2 separate regions of the Mus musculus genome follow, and region 2 is linked to region 1. The links are chromatin contacts, called in public promoter capture Hi-C maps. All regions are on one chromosome and are shown on one strand. Each heading gives the region's core, a stretch centred on a gene start, on an enhancer-like site or on the middle of the called end of the contact. The rest is flanking DNA. Distances are from core to core; before and after follow the strand shown. Region 1 holds the start of Esrra (estrogen related receptor, alpha). Region 2 holds the start of Tut1 (terminal uridylyl transferase 1, U6 snRNA-specific).

Region 1 (5,895 bases), core at 2,870-5,369:
CTCCCTAACCCACTCCTAAAATCGTACTTTGAAAGCCAGTTGAAAAAAAAAAAAAATGAATAGAGCCAGGCATGACAGCTCAGGCCTTTAATCCCAGCACTGGAGAGGCAGGAGCAAATAGATCTTTGTGATTTGGAGTCCAGCCCAGTCTACATAGTGAGTTCCAGGACGGACAGAAAAAGTTCTATAGTGACATCCTGTCTCAGAAAGAAAGAAAGAAAGAAAGAGAGAGAGAGAGAGAGAGAGAGAGAAGGAAAGAAAGAGAAAGAGCCGGGCAGTGATGGCGCACGCCTTTAATCCCAGCACTTGGGAGGCAGAGGCAGGCGGATTTCTGAGTTCGAGGCCAGCCTGGTCTACAGAGTGAGTTCCAGGACAGCCAGGGCTAGAGAGAGAAACCCTGTCTCGAAAAAACAAAAGAACAAAAAAAAAGAAAAAAGAAAAAAGAAAAAAAGAAAGAGAAAGGAAGGAAGAGGGAGGATGGGAGGGGAGGGGAGAGAAAAGGGGAGGGAGGGAAAGAAAAAGAAAAGAATAAATAAAGGTAGTTTCCAGCAGTTAGATTTGGCCTACAGTCAGAATGAAGGTGTACGGGAGGCACCTGGCTCTGGCCAGCAAGGAGCAGTTTTAGATCAGTGTACTTCAGTTAAGTGAAAACTCACAAGCACTCCGTAGGCAGAAGCAGACAGAGCTCTGTGAATTCAAGGCCAGTCAGGTCTATAGAGTGAGTTCTAGGACAGCCCTGGCTAAACAATGAGACCCTATCTCAAGACAACATCAAAAACTCCATAAAACAACTCTCTGGAATATCACTACCAGTGGTCCAAAGTCCAGGTCACTGGTGATACACAGAGGCAGCAGTCTGCAGTTTAAGAGCTCAGCTCTGGACCTGCACCAAACACAAGGGCTGTCATTTTCTAGAGAGATCTGAGGAGCTACAAATGCCTCCCTGTGCATCAGCTCTCGACACGGACCCCTTCTCGTGGGGTTGCAATAAGGGGGTGAAATCCTGAAAGTAAAAGGAGCAGTACCTACCACAGGATAAACACTCAAGAAAAAAAAAAGTGTTCTGAAACCAGTTGATGCCTGGCAAGATGATTCAGTAGGTAAAGGCACTTGCTGCCAAACCTGATGACTGAGTTCAATCCCCAGGTCCTTCATGGTAGACATCAAGAGCCTACTCCCATAGTTTATCCTCTGACCTTTACATGCATACAGTGGGTGCAAATACATACCCCACACACAAAATAAATTCATGCTAAGGACATTTTTACAAGTCAGCTGCAGTGGTATCTGCCTGTAACCACAGCACTCATGGGGGCTGAGGCAAAGGGATGGAGGGGTTAGGCTTGGAAGACACAGGAAATTCCAGGCCAACTACATAATAAGAAAAGGTCTCAATATATACATATACATACATATGTATATGTCTATATATATAAAATGATATTATAGCCTCAACGTAACCAGTGGTTGCTTAAGAACAATAGGCCTGCCCCAGAGAATGTTCGTCTCAATGTCGTCGTCACTGCTCTCCTGGGTGAGAGAGAGAGAAAAAAATCAGTGGCTAAAGAGTGAGGAAGCCTGCTGGATGCTAAAACCTAACAAACCTGTATCATTACCCATAAACTGTGCCTAGAGTTAGTAGTGTGGTGCTTTGGGGGAGTCATGAAGAGTGATTCTGTGCTGTGCGAGGTGATTTACAGGCAGCTACTAGAGGCAACAGGAAAGTCAGGAGCGAAGCTTTATAACAGGTGCAGGCACCTGCATCCTGGCTCATATCCCATTCCAATCCATCAGTGACCTATACTAGTAGCTTTTTCTTTCTTCTACTTTTTTTTTTCCTTCAAGACAGAGTTTGTGTAGCCTTGACTGTCCTGGAACTCACTCTGTAGACCAGGCTGGCCTCAAACTCACAGATCCACCTGCCTCTGCCTCACCAGTGCAAGGATTAAAGGTATGAGCCACCACTGCCCAGCTTCACCCCACCCTTTTGAGGGGAGGGAGCAGGCTTTCACAGAGCCCAAGTTGTCCTTCAGCTTACTATGTAGTCAATGATGACCTTGAATCTCTGATGCTCCTAGTTCCATTCCAAAGTGCTGAGATTTTAGGTACCCAACACCACACCTGACTTATATGGTGCTAAGGACAGAACCTAGAGCCTCCTGTAAACTAGGCAAGCATTCTACTAACCTCAGCTATAGCCCTTAAATAAAATGATGTCCCAGGAAGAACAAGGAAATTCAAACTTCATATTGCTGACTCAAGCAGCAACAGACAGGCTCAGGGCCTCCTGCATGCAGCACTGTACCAATTAGTGCCAGGCCCAAAGGGTACAGGGCAAAGGGCACAGAAGCAGGGGGTGGGGGTAGGGGCTCACCCTGGATGGTCCTCTTGAAGAAGGCTTTGCAGGCCTCACAGGATGCCACACCGTAGTGGTAGCCAGAGGCCACATCCCCACAGACCAGGCAGAGGCGTTTGGGTAGAGAGCTGAGCACTAGCTTCCCACTGCCCTGCTCACCAGACCCTGCCCCCTCCCCATCCTCCTCCTCCTTGTGCCCTGGAAGGCAGCGGGCTGGAGCTGGACCAGAGGCCAGGGTCACCGGGGGTTCAGTCTCAGTCTCTGAGGAACCCTTTGGACTGTCAGGACTGGCTGGCTCTGCCTTGATGTAGAGAGGCTCGATGCCCACCACCTGGCTGGACATGGTGCTGGTCACCTGCAGGGAAAGACCATCAGGGTCACAGGGAGGCACCCTGCCACATAGGTTGGGCAACACTGGGACTAAGCCAGGCTTCCAGGCTCAGCCAAGGAGAAGGAGGAGGCAGAGTCCAAGGAAGGGCTGCCCATGAAGAGGGCCCCCAGCTGTCGCCATGGGAACAGAGTCTCCAGAGCCTCTGAGGCCAGTAACTGACAGCAGGTCTTCCTCTTGGGAACCTGGGAGCGGCTTGGCAAGTCTAGCTCCCACCCAAGCCAGGAAGCAGGCTAACCTCAACCTGCAGGCAACTCTCAACCCCGAGCATAAGCATGATCCTCTCCTCAGTTTTCTCCAGATGTACTCCAGGAGGTACTCTCAAGTATTCAAGAGCATACTGAGGAACCGGGAGGGGGCTAAGGGGGGCCAAGGGGGGCGGAGGCAAAGGATATGGCCACTCTCTCAGGAGTTTCCACATGTCCACACATGCTCACACTCTCCTGGGAACCTTCCACTCACACATGGCCTTTAACCAGTCCCAAGTTCTCACATACTCCCAGCAAAAGAGCACACTCAATAAGCAAACTCACACTCAAGTCTTCTAATCCCTCACCACACTCTTGTAAGGGAGTCTCTCACCTCTGACACGCCACCCCCTCCAGCTTTAGCAAGCCCAGTCCAGCCACGCCGTGCAGGGCGCGGCTCCACCTCTTTTGCACCCCAAACCTGCAAGGTTCATTCTTACACTCCAGCTACCGCAGAGTTCACCACCTCTCGCGACCTCCAGGGCCGCCCCCCACCCCCCATTAACCTGCGCACACCTATGGGAAGTTGCCTGAAGTTACTAATCTCCCCTCCCCCCATTGCCCGCGGGGGACTTCTATCAGGTTATCAGGAAGTAAGAAGAGGCGACAAGGAAGAAGTTCTCCCTCGCGCTACGATGACCTATGACCCAGAGAGGAGGGTGGCCCAAAGCCCCTGCAAGCGCCCCCACGTGGCCTCAAGGGACCCTTTCAATTCCAGCCCACCCCGAGGACTCCCGCAATGCTCAAGGATCGATCTGAACGCTGCCCGGGGACTCGCTCCAAGGCCCGAGGCTAACTGGAGGCCAGGACCTGAAGCCAGTCCTGACCCGGCCGACGCACCAGGCGCGACCCCGCCCGCAGCCCGCCCCCCGCCCGCGCTTGCACATGGCCCCCGCCGCGCCCGCCCACCCCCGCGGCCGCCTTCCCCTCCGCCCCCGGACCTTGGGCTCCGGCAGGGCTGGCGGGCAGGCATGGGGGCCGAGCGGCCCGGAGCGCCGGGGTGAGCGGGGGCCGCCTCCTCCGGCCGCACCGCCCCGCCGCGCTGCGTCCCCCCTCACTCGGCGGCGCCGCTGGCTGCTTGTAGGACACAAAAGGACATCGCGGCTGCTTCCTACTCCGCTTCCTCCAGCTGACAGCGGAGGCGGGGCCGGCCTGCGCATGCAAAACAGGGGGTGGGGCCAGGTGCCCTATGCTAATATCCGAGGGAGGCGGCGGCGCCTGCGTACCCGGAGGACAGCGGGCAGGCCTTGTCGATACACACGCGTGCGCGGCCTCCTGTGGGCGGGGCCTGAACCTAGGGGAGGAGCGAAGACTAGGAACTGGTGCGGGAGAGAAGCCGGAGCACCCTTGCATCACGAAGGAGGGCGGTGCTCTGCCTTATAAGAGTGGGCGTAGCTGTTCAGTGAACTCACTCTGTGAGGGCGTTGAACGTGTATGTAAATGAAAGGCGGGTTTATGTAACTGCATATGCATAAGGGGTGGGGCCTAACAGGGTGCTGCTCCCCACCCCACCCCATTATGTTGATGGGACACTTGACAGATTTGGTAGATCAGCACCCCTGAGGACCCTCAAGTGGAGAAGCAGACCTAAAACATGCAAGTAGCCCTGGTTTGCGAGTTCCTCAAAGGCAGAGGTGAGACACGAGCGGACAAAACTCAAGGTCACTGCGGTGACCGAATGAAGGTCACGGGGAAAGGCGGGGCCACGTGCGTCCGCCTCACGCAAGCAGCCACGCACTGACTCTGGGACCATGCATAGACTCTTTAATTTCTCTAGGATTCAAATTCCATGCAGATGAGGTTGAGCTTGGGTTCGAGGGACCGGAAAGGACACGGAGCGGACGTCTCGTCGGCCACTTGAGCTGGAGGTTCACTGATCCAAAAAGTACAGCCTCTTGTTCCTGCGCTTCCTGATCCCTTCGATGTATCCCTGCAGCTCTTTAGTCATGAAGTGGTTCCTGCCAATCGTGGACCTATATGCTAGGGAGAGGGAAGAGCTGAGCTCAGGGCCATGAACAGCAGCAAAGGGCTTCCCCCATTTGAGGAACCACAGGTGATTTGAGGTGGCATTTAGTGCTGGATTTGGATCTGTGTTAGTTTGGGGAATTTTGGGTCTCCTAGGTGCGATGTGAAGAATGGAGGGGAAGAAGGCTGAAGAAGTTGCTGCAAGCCTGAACAGAGGCAGTGAGACCCAACCTCCTCCTGAGCCGCTCACTCTAACTAGTTATCTGGCCCTTTCTTCCCTCTATGTGCTCATATACCATGAGCAGAAGGTTACGCAGATAATCCAATATCCAGTACATTTACCCAAAAAAAATCCCGATGTGTCACAGCTCCCACACCTGGGAGTGAAGCAAAGCTACCCAAAGGCTGTCACTCCACTGAACAAGCAGAGAAAACAGACTTGCTAGAAAGGGGCTTATTTTAAGTCCTCTGAGTCACTCACTCCATTGAGTCGGCCTGTGCCTACTCTCTTGACTTTTAATTTTTAGGGCATCCTTGTGAGTGCTAAGGGGATCTGACAAGACTACATATCCTGAAACTCCACAGCCCCAAGCCCTGCCAAAGCCACCAGGATCTTTTGTGGAAGCTGGGGTGGGGGTGGGGGTGGAGTGCTCACTGATGAGGGCTTTTTTGAGAATATCCAGAACTTCAGTCTCCATGAGCTCCATCAGAGGCAGAGGCAGCTGGAAAAGCAACAAGAGACTCAACCAGTTCCATGGAAAGCTGAAGTGGTCCCCACATGACCTCCCCAGCTTGCCTGCCCCACTTTCCTGAAACCTGCCCATCTGCTGCTGCCCACTACTCAACCCCAGTAGTCTCCCCAGTAGTATCCTCCAACCCTGTTCTGCTGCTCTGTCCAGTAGGTTCGATGTGGCTTCCATAGGCTGAATATTAGTGAT
Region 2 (5,660 bases), core at 964-3,463, 2.0 Mb after region 1:
TGCCAGCACCAATGAGCCCATTGTCCTGGAGGATTGAGCATCTTAGGGGAAGGGAGGTGGGATGAGAGGTAGAGGGGTGGGTGCCCAGGACATACAAATCTTCATTCCTTTTGGTATCAAAGGGAGTAAGGAGTGAGGGAGGGTTGACCCTGGTGTGTGTGTGTCCTTGCAGGGGTTGGACACCCTCTGGTGTTAGTTACTGCCTGTAACTGCCAGTAACGTCCCTTTTTGGGCTTCACAGCCTATAGGAACTTGCCTGTGTGTGTACCTACCCTATTTGGGGCCTGGGACCCACAGGTGGTTTGGACAGTTGGGGGGGAGGGTTTTTTAATTTTTTAAAAATGAACCTCCCTTTGTAAAAGGGATGGAGGAGGGGAAGAGTAAACATATCAGGTGTTAGTCCCTGGCAGGGGAAGGGAAGTACACTGCCATGTCTCATTTTTCCTTATTTTCTAATGGGGGGTTACTCTTACTGTCCGGTGTCCGGACTTTCCTAATTGGAATTTGAGAGCCCTAAGATGGCGTCAACCCCAGCCCATGCTCACTCTTTCTTCCCTCCCCTTTCTCCCTCTGCCTTTTATATGCCAATTCTCAGAAATAAAGATCTTTTGTCTGTTTTTTAACCTCAGATTCTGTAATTGGTTCTTACAGTGACAAATAAAAAGCTGTTTTCTTCAGCTCCTCCAGGCTCAGCTATTCTGTGTGTGTGTGCGCGCGCGTGCGCTGCATTTTTGTTTTGGGGGTGTTTTTGAGAGGGAAAATAGAGGACAAAGGACAATGAAGGAGGTACAGATGGTGCTTGGTCTAGGAGCAGCTTTCTGAGACATGCAGCCGGACTGGGAGGAAGTCTGTGCCAGCTAGCCTTCTTGTGGGACTCGAGCTTCTCCCATTGGGGCTGAAGTGCAAGCATTATCTTGGTCTAGATTTGTTCCGAGCTCTAAGGGCTCTCCGTCTCCACAGAAGGGTGTGAGGATGTCTGCCTGTTACCTACTTGTCCTTTGGATGCCAGGGAATTGGTCCCAGGGCCCAGAGAATGCTAGGCAAGTGCTCTACTATTGAGCTACCTACATCCTCAGCCTTAACTTTCATTTAGGCATTCTAGGAAATGTTAGCTAACAGGCAAAGATGTACTCCAACAAATGCTGCTTGTGTTGGCACATCCCTACCTTTAATCTCAGCAACGGGGAAGCAAGACTGCAATTCAAGCTCAGTGGTGTATGTATACAGACTGCTGCCTCAGGATTAACAATCAACCTTAGCAACTGCCCCTGCTTTTAAGCGTACTGCAGTATTCTCTTTTTTGGTTTGGTCTGCTCTTTTGGGTTGGCATAAGGATTAGATGCCTGAGGAGGGCCCAATAAGGAGGGACACAGGGCCTTATAGGTGACTCAGTCAAGGTCGCAGACTGGTTGGTGTTCTGCCTAAGGTCTACTGTGCGGCTGATAATCACAGCACAAGCTGCTGAGCTCTCACCTGGTAGCCCTTCCATTTCATCACGGGCCCTATGATCGACCAGCTTTCATACTCTCCTCTGCTTCTGAAACCACACGACTAATTCTGGTTGGGGATCTGCTACACTTCCCGTTCCACATTCTTGAATGAATGTCCTTATCTCTTACCACTGTAGTCAGTTCTTCATTGTACTGCCTTGAAACGGGCCTCGTTAATATACTTCATTCAGACTACATCTGTGGAAGAAACTGGCAGACTAAGCTATCAGCCATCTGGCATTGCGCTCATTGAATCCAGCTGATGGGGGTGGGAGAGACAGGGATGGACAGCTCTGAGAACACTTGTAGAAGGATCAGGCTGCAGAGAAAGGAACTGACCTGAGGATGCGGGAGTCCCTGAGCTCCACAAGGCAAGCGATTGGAAACACCCACCCTCTGCGTCTATTCGCAGGGTAAAATAAGAGATTGAGGGGGCAGTTGTGTGGTGAAATAAAGGCATAGATCGCCCGCCACCACTTGGCAAAGAAGGACTTCTGCTGTCAAGAAGCAAGCACGCCTTTGTGGCTGCTTAATGAATATTCACGATTCTTCGGGCCAATCAACGCTGGAGTAGAACGAAGCTCTCCAACTAGTTAACTGTAGGCCAATAAGCATCGTCGAAGGGCGGCCTTTCCCGAAAGTGTTTTAGAGCTGGAACTCTCAATCCTACGAACGAGGTTTCTGGAGGAATATGGCAGCAAAGGACACGACGTCACTTCCTACTACATTGACGGAAGTGGCTTCCCCGCACGCACGTTACAATTTTTAGTTGTGTGTTCCGGTGTGTTTCCGGCGAAATAGGCTGTAGGCGTTCCGTACCGGAGAGTGGCTATGGCGGCGGTGGATTCGGACGTTGTATCGCTGCCGCGTGGCCGCTTTCGCTGCTGCCTCTGCGATGTTACTACAGCCAACCGTAAGCGGTGGCTAGTGAGGGAGGAGGGTGGGTGCTAGTGAAAGTTAGGGTTATCTAGGTTATGTGTTTTTGGTGTTTTTGTTTTTGAAAATAGGGTCATCCACCTATTTTCACTCATCATATCCTAGGGCACTGGAGAGTGGGGAAAAATCTGACCTGTGGTTCCTGCTATGGAAAATCTCCATAGTGAAAGTTTCATTATTCCCTTTAAAATCATCACCCGCTGTCCATCCCTTCTGTTTCTGGTACTTCTGCTGGTCTCTGGAGTAGGGAAGGCGATTTAGGAACTCATTGTTTGGCCTGAGGTAGTTTCAGTACACCACGGGTATGTTCACAGAGAAGGCAGTAATTCAGTCGGAGACTCCCCAATGGAGGCTTTCTCTAGAGGCGAGGATGAGTGAAATAGCGTGATCTGAATGAGGGCCGAAGGTGCCAGTGAGGAAAAGGTGTAGGGAAGGTGGACTAGATCATTCTGTGACATTGTGAACGACTCAATGACACATCAGATCCTACTTTTTATGTCCGCAATTGTGATCTCCCCTAAACAGGGCCTTCTAGTATTTTCTTTGTGAATGACACCCCCCCCCCCCCCCCAGCACTCTGCTCATTAGGGCAAGCCAGCAACTTAGGAGCCTTCTTTGTTCACATAACATGCTTCCATGGCACCAAGCAGCTGACTGATAATTAAATAATAGCTAATTTTCTACACTTACACATCCAAGCCCACATCCCAGAAGGCTGGAGCTGTACATGAATGATGCCTATATGTTAGACACTATCATTTCCATCATATGTCTGAGAAAATGTTATGTCTGCATTACCCACCTTTTTGTTTTTGTTTTTGTTTTTTTGTTTTTGGTTTTTTGAGACAGGGTTTCTCTGTATAGCCCTGGCTGTCCTGGAACTTATTCTACAGACCAGGCTGGCCTTGAACTCAGAAATCCATCTGCCTCTGCCTCCCAAGTGCTGGGATTAAAGGCGTGCGCCACCACTGCCTGGCTATGGAATACCTACTTTTTATTCCTGAGAATTATTCAGGGCTCTAATTTATTTAGTTCTTGTACATATGGCCTTGGACAAGTTACTTAATTCTTCTCCAGTGTGCAGATGTTTCTTTGCTTACTGCTTCTTGTTGGTTTGGTTTAAGACCTACCTACACTGTAGCCCTTTCTCACTTAGACCCCTTAGAGAATGCACTGTGTAGAAAAGGGAAGAATATCAAGTGTGGAAGGAGGTACAACTCTGTCCCAGTGTCACCCTTTGTCGTTGAAGGAACAGAAGATGTCCATATGTACAGAGCAGAGCAAGAGAACAGGTACACTAACAGACCCTTTTTATGCTTACGTCTGACATTTGTCTCTCCAGGACCCAGCCTCGATGCCCACTTGAAAGGCCGGAAGCACCGGGATTTGGTGCAACTCCGAGCTACCAGGAAGGCACAGGGACTCCGAAGTGTGTTTGTCAGTGGCTTCCCCAGGGATGTGGGTTCTGCTCAGCTCTCTGAGTACTTCCAGACATTTGGCCCTGTGGCCAATATTGTCATGGACAAGGACAAGGTAGAGTGAATGGCTCTGGGATTAATGTGTTTGCTTCATATGCAGAGAGAGAAACCTGCAGTCTGTTTTGGCTTGCCCTTGGTAGACAATTCAGAACATTAAGTAGCTCAGTTGGTGAGCTTCTGACACCTTTGGATTTTTATTCACCAGTATTAATTATGGAGGGCTTGTTTACCAGACATGTATGTATGTATGTATGTATGTATGTATGCATGCATGTATCAGGGTACTTATCACGTAACTATGGGTTTTGCCTAGTAACTCTGACTGGGACTTGCTATCTAGACCAGGCTGGCCTTGAACTCACAGAAACTCACTTGCTTCCGCCTCCTTGGTCTTGGAATTAAAGGCTGACATTAAAGGCATTTGCCCTATTCTTTGGACCTCGCCCCCCCCCCCTTTTTTTTCTTTTCTCTCTGTTGTTTTTTAGTTCTAGGGATTGAACCTGGGTACTTTTGAATGCTAGGAAAGTGGCCTTTATCTCTACAAACCATCCCCATATCAGTTATCCATCACTGCCTGTCTGTGATTCATGCCTGTGTGCTGGTGAGATCTGAGTAATTTTTTTGTTATGATAAGGATGCGGTAAGGGTCCACCATCCTTTTGCTTTTGACTATCAGGTGACCCAGTATATCTATAAGGCCATTCTTTTCCCAGTGGTCTTATTATCCACTTGAAAACTAGTTGACTGGACATAGGGATTTGTTGGTATCAGTTTCTTTTTCTTCATCTGAATATGTCTTCATGCTGACACTACAGTCTTTACTACTCTACAGAATGCCTCTTTATGGAACAGAAGACATAAGAGAACATGTGTTTTCATCCACAAGCAGCCATGTTTGCCTTGTTCCTGCTAATGTTTTACCTTACCTTAAAGAAAAGAAAAAATATATTTAGTTATGTTCAGCTCACCCAAATCACAGCAGCCTAGCTGTCATATTGTTGGTAATCCTAGATAGTAAGTTCCTTGAAGACAGGGTTAATTATTAGAGTGTGTGTGTTTATATTAGTAGTAATAGGCATTTTTAAAAAAAATTATTATATTTTGGTGTTAAGGCTTAAATCCAAGATTTTATGCACACAACTTTATCAATGAGCTGCATTCTAAGCCCAACATGTATTCTTTTTAAAATTGTATTGTGTGTGCACCTGTGTGGTCAATGGTGCAAATGCGGGGGTCAGAGGACAATGTTGGGATTCTGTTCTGTCATATTTTGTATTCAGGGGATTGAAATCAGGGTCAGGTTTGGTGGCAAGCACTTTACCCCAACATGAATTATTATTATTAATGTTTGTGGGTGGGTGTCTGTGTGAGGGCATGTGTATGTAAGTACAGGTGCCAGGCCAGAGGAGGCCATTGGATTGTATGGAGCTGGAGTTACAGGTGGTGGCAAGCTGTTTGGTGTGTTGGGAACTGAATTCCAGTCCCTCGAAAGATACCAAGAGTTGTTAATCACTGAGAGATTTCTCTAGAATCCCACATATGGACCTTCCCTGCCATGGACTCTTATCATTAAAAGAACCAGCTAGAAAAAGGTTATTCTTTGTTTTTTGGTTTTTTTGAGAGTAAATCTCATGTCTCTCTGGCTGGCCTCAAACTTGTTATGTAGCTGAGGCTGGCCTCAAGCTTGTTATGTAGCTGAGGCTGGCCTCAAACTTGTTATGTAGCTGAGGCTGGCCTCAAGCTTGTTATGTAGCTG

The links. Promoter capture Hi-C pulls out the DNA fragments that hold promoters and counts their contacts.
Region 2: a contact with region 1 is called in a promoter capture Hi-C map of liver, with 7 times the contacts expected there. The contact joins the promoter of Tut1 here to the promoter of Esrra in region 1.

Annotation. Positions count from the first base shown.
Region 1 is chr19:6,917,689-6,923,583 of GRCm38.p6, forward strand. Esrra (estrogen related receptor, alpha) reads right to left here and starts at 4,120. Exons shown (of 7, transcript NM_007953.2): 1 at 3,934-4,120; 2 at 2,375-2,711. The coding sequence starts at 2,699. It overlaps Catsperz (cation channel sperm associated auxiliary subunit zeta), which reads right to left. Exons shown (of 5, transcript NM_001039494.2): 3 at 5,835-5,895; 4 at 5,613-5,679; 5 at 4,738-4,972. The coding sequence ends at 4,863.
Region 2 is chr19:8,951,619-8,957,278 of GRCm38.p6, forward strand. Tut1 (terminal uridylyl transferase 1, U6 snRNA-specific) reads left to right here and starts at 2,214. Exons shown (of 9, transcript NM_197993.3): 1 at 2,214-2,403; 2 at 3,769-3,959. The coding sequence starts at 2,322. Mta2 (metastasis-associated gene family, member 2) reads left to right here. Exons shown (of 18, transcript NM_011842.3): 18 at 1-682. The coding sequence ends at 37.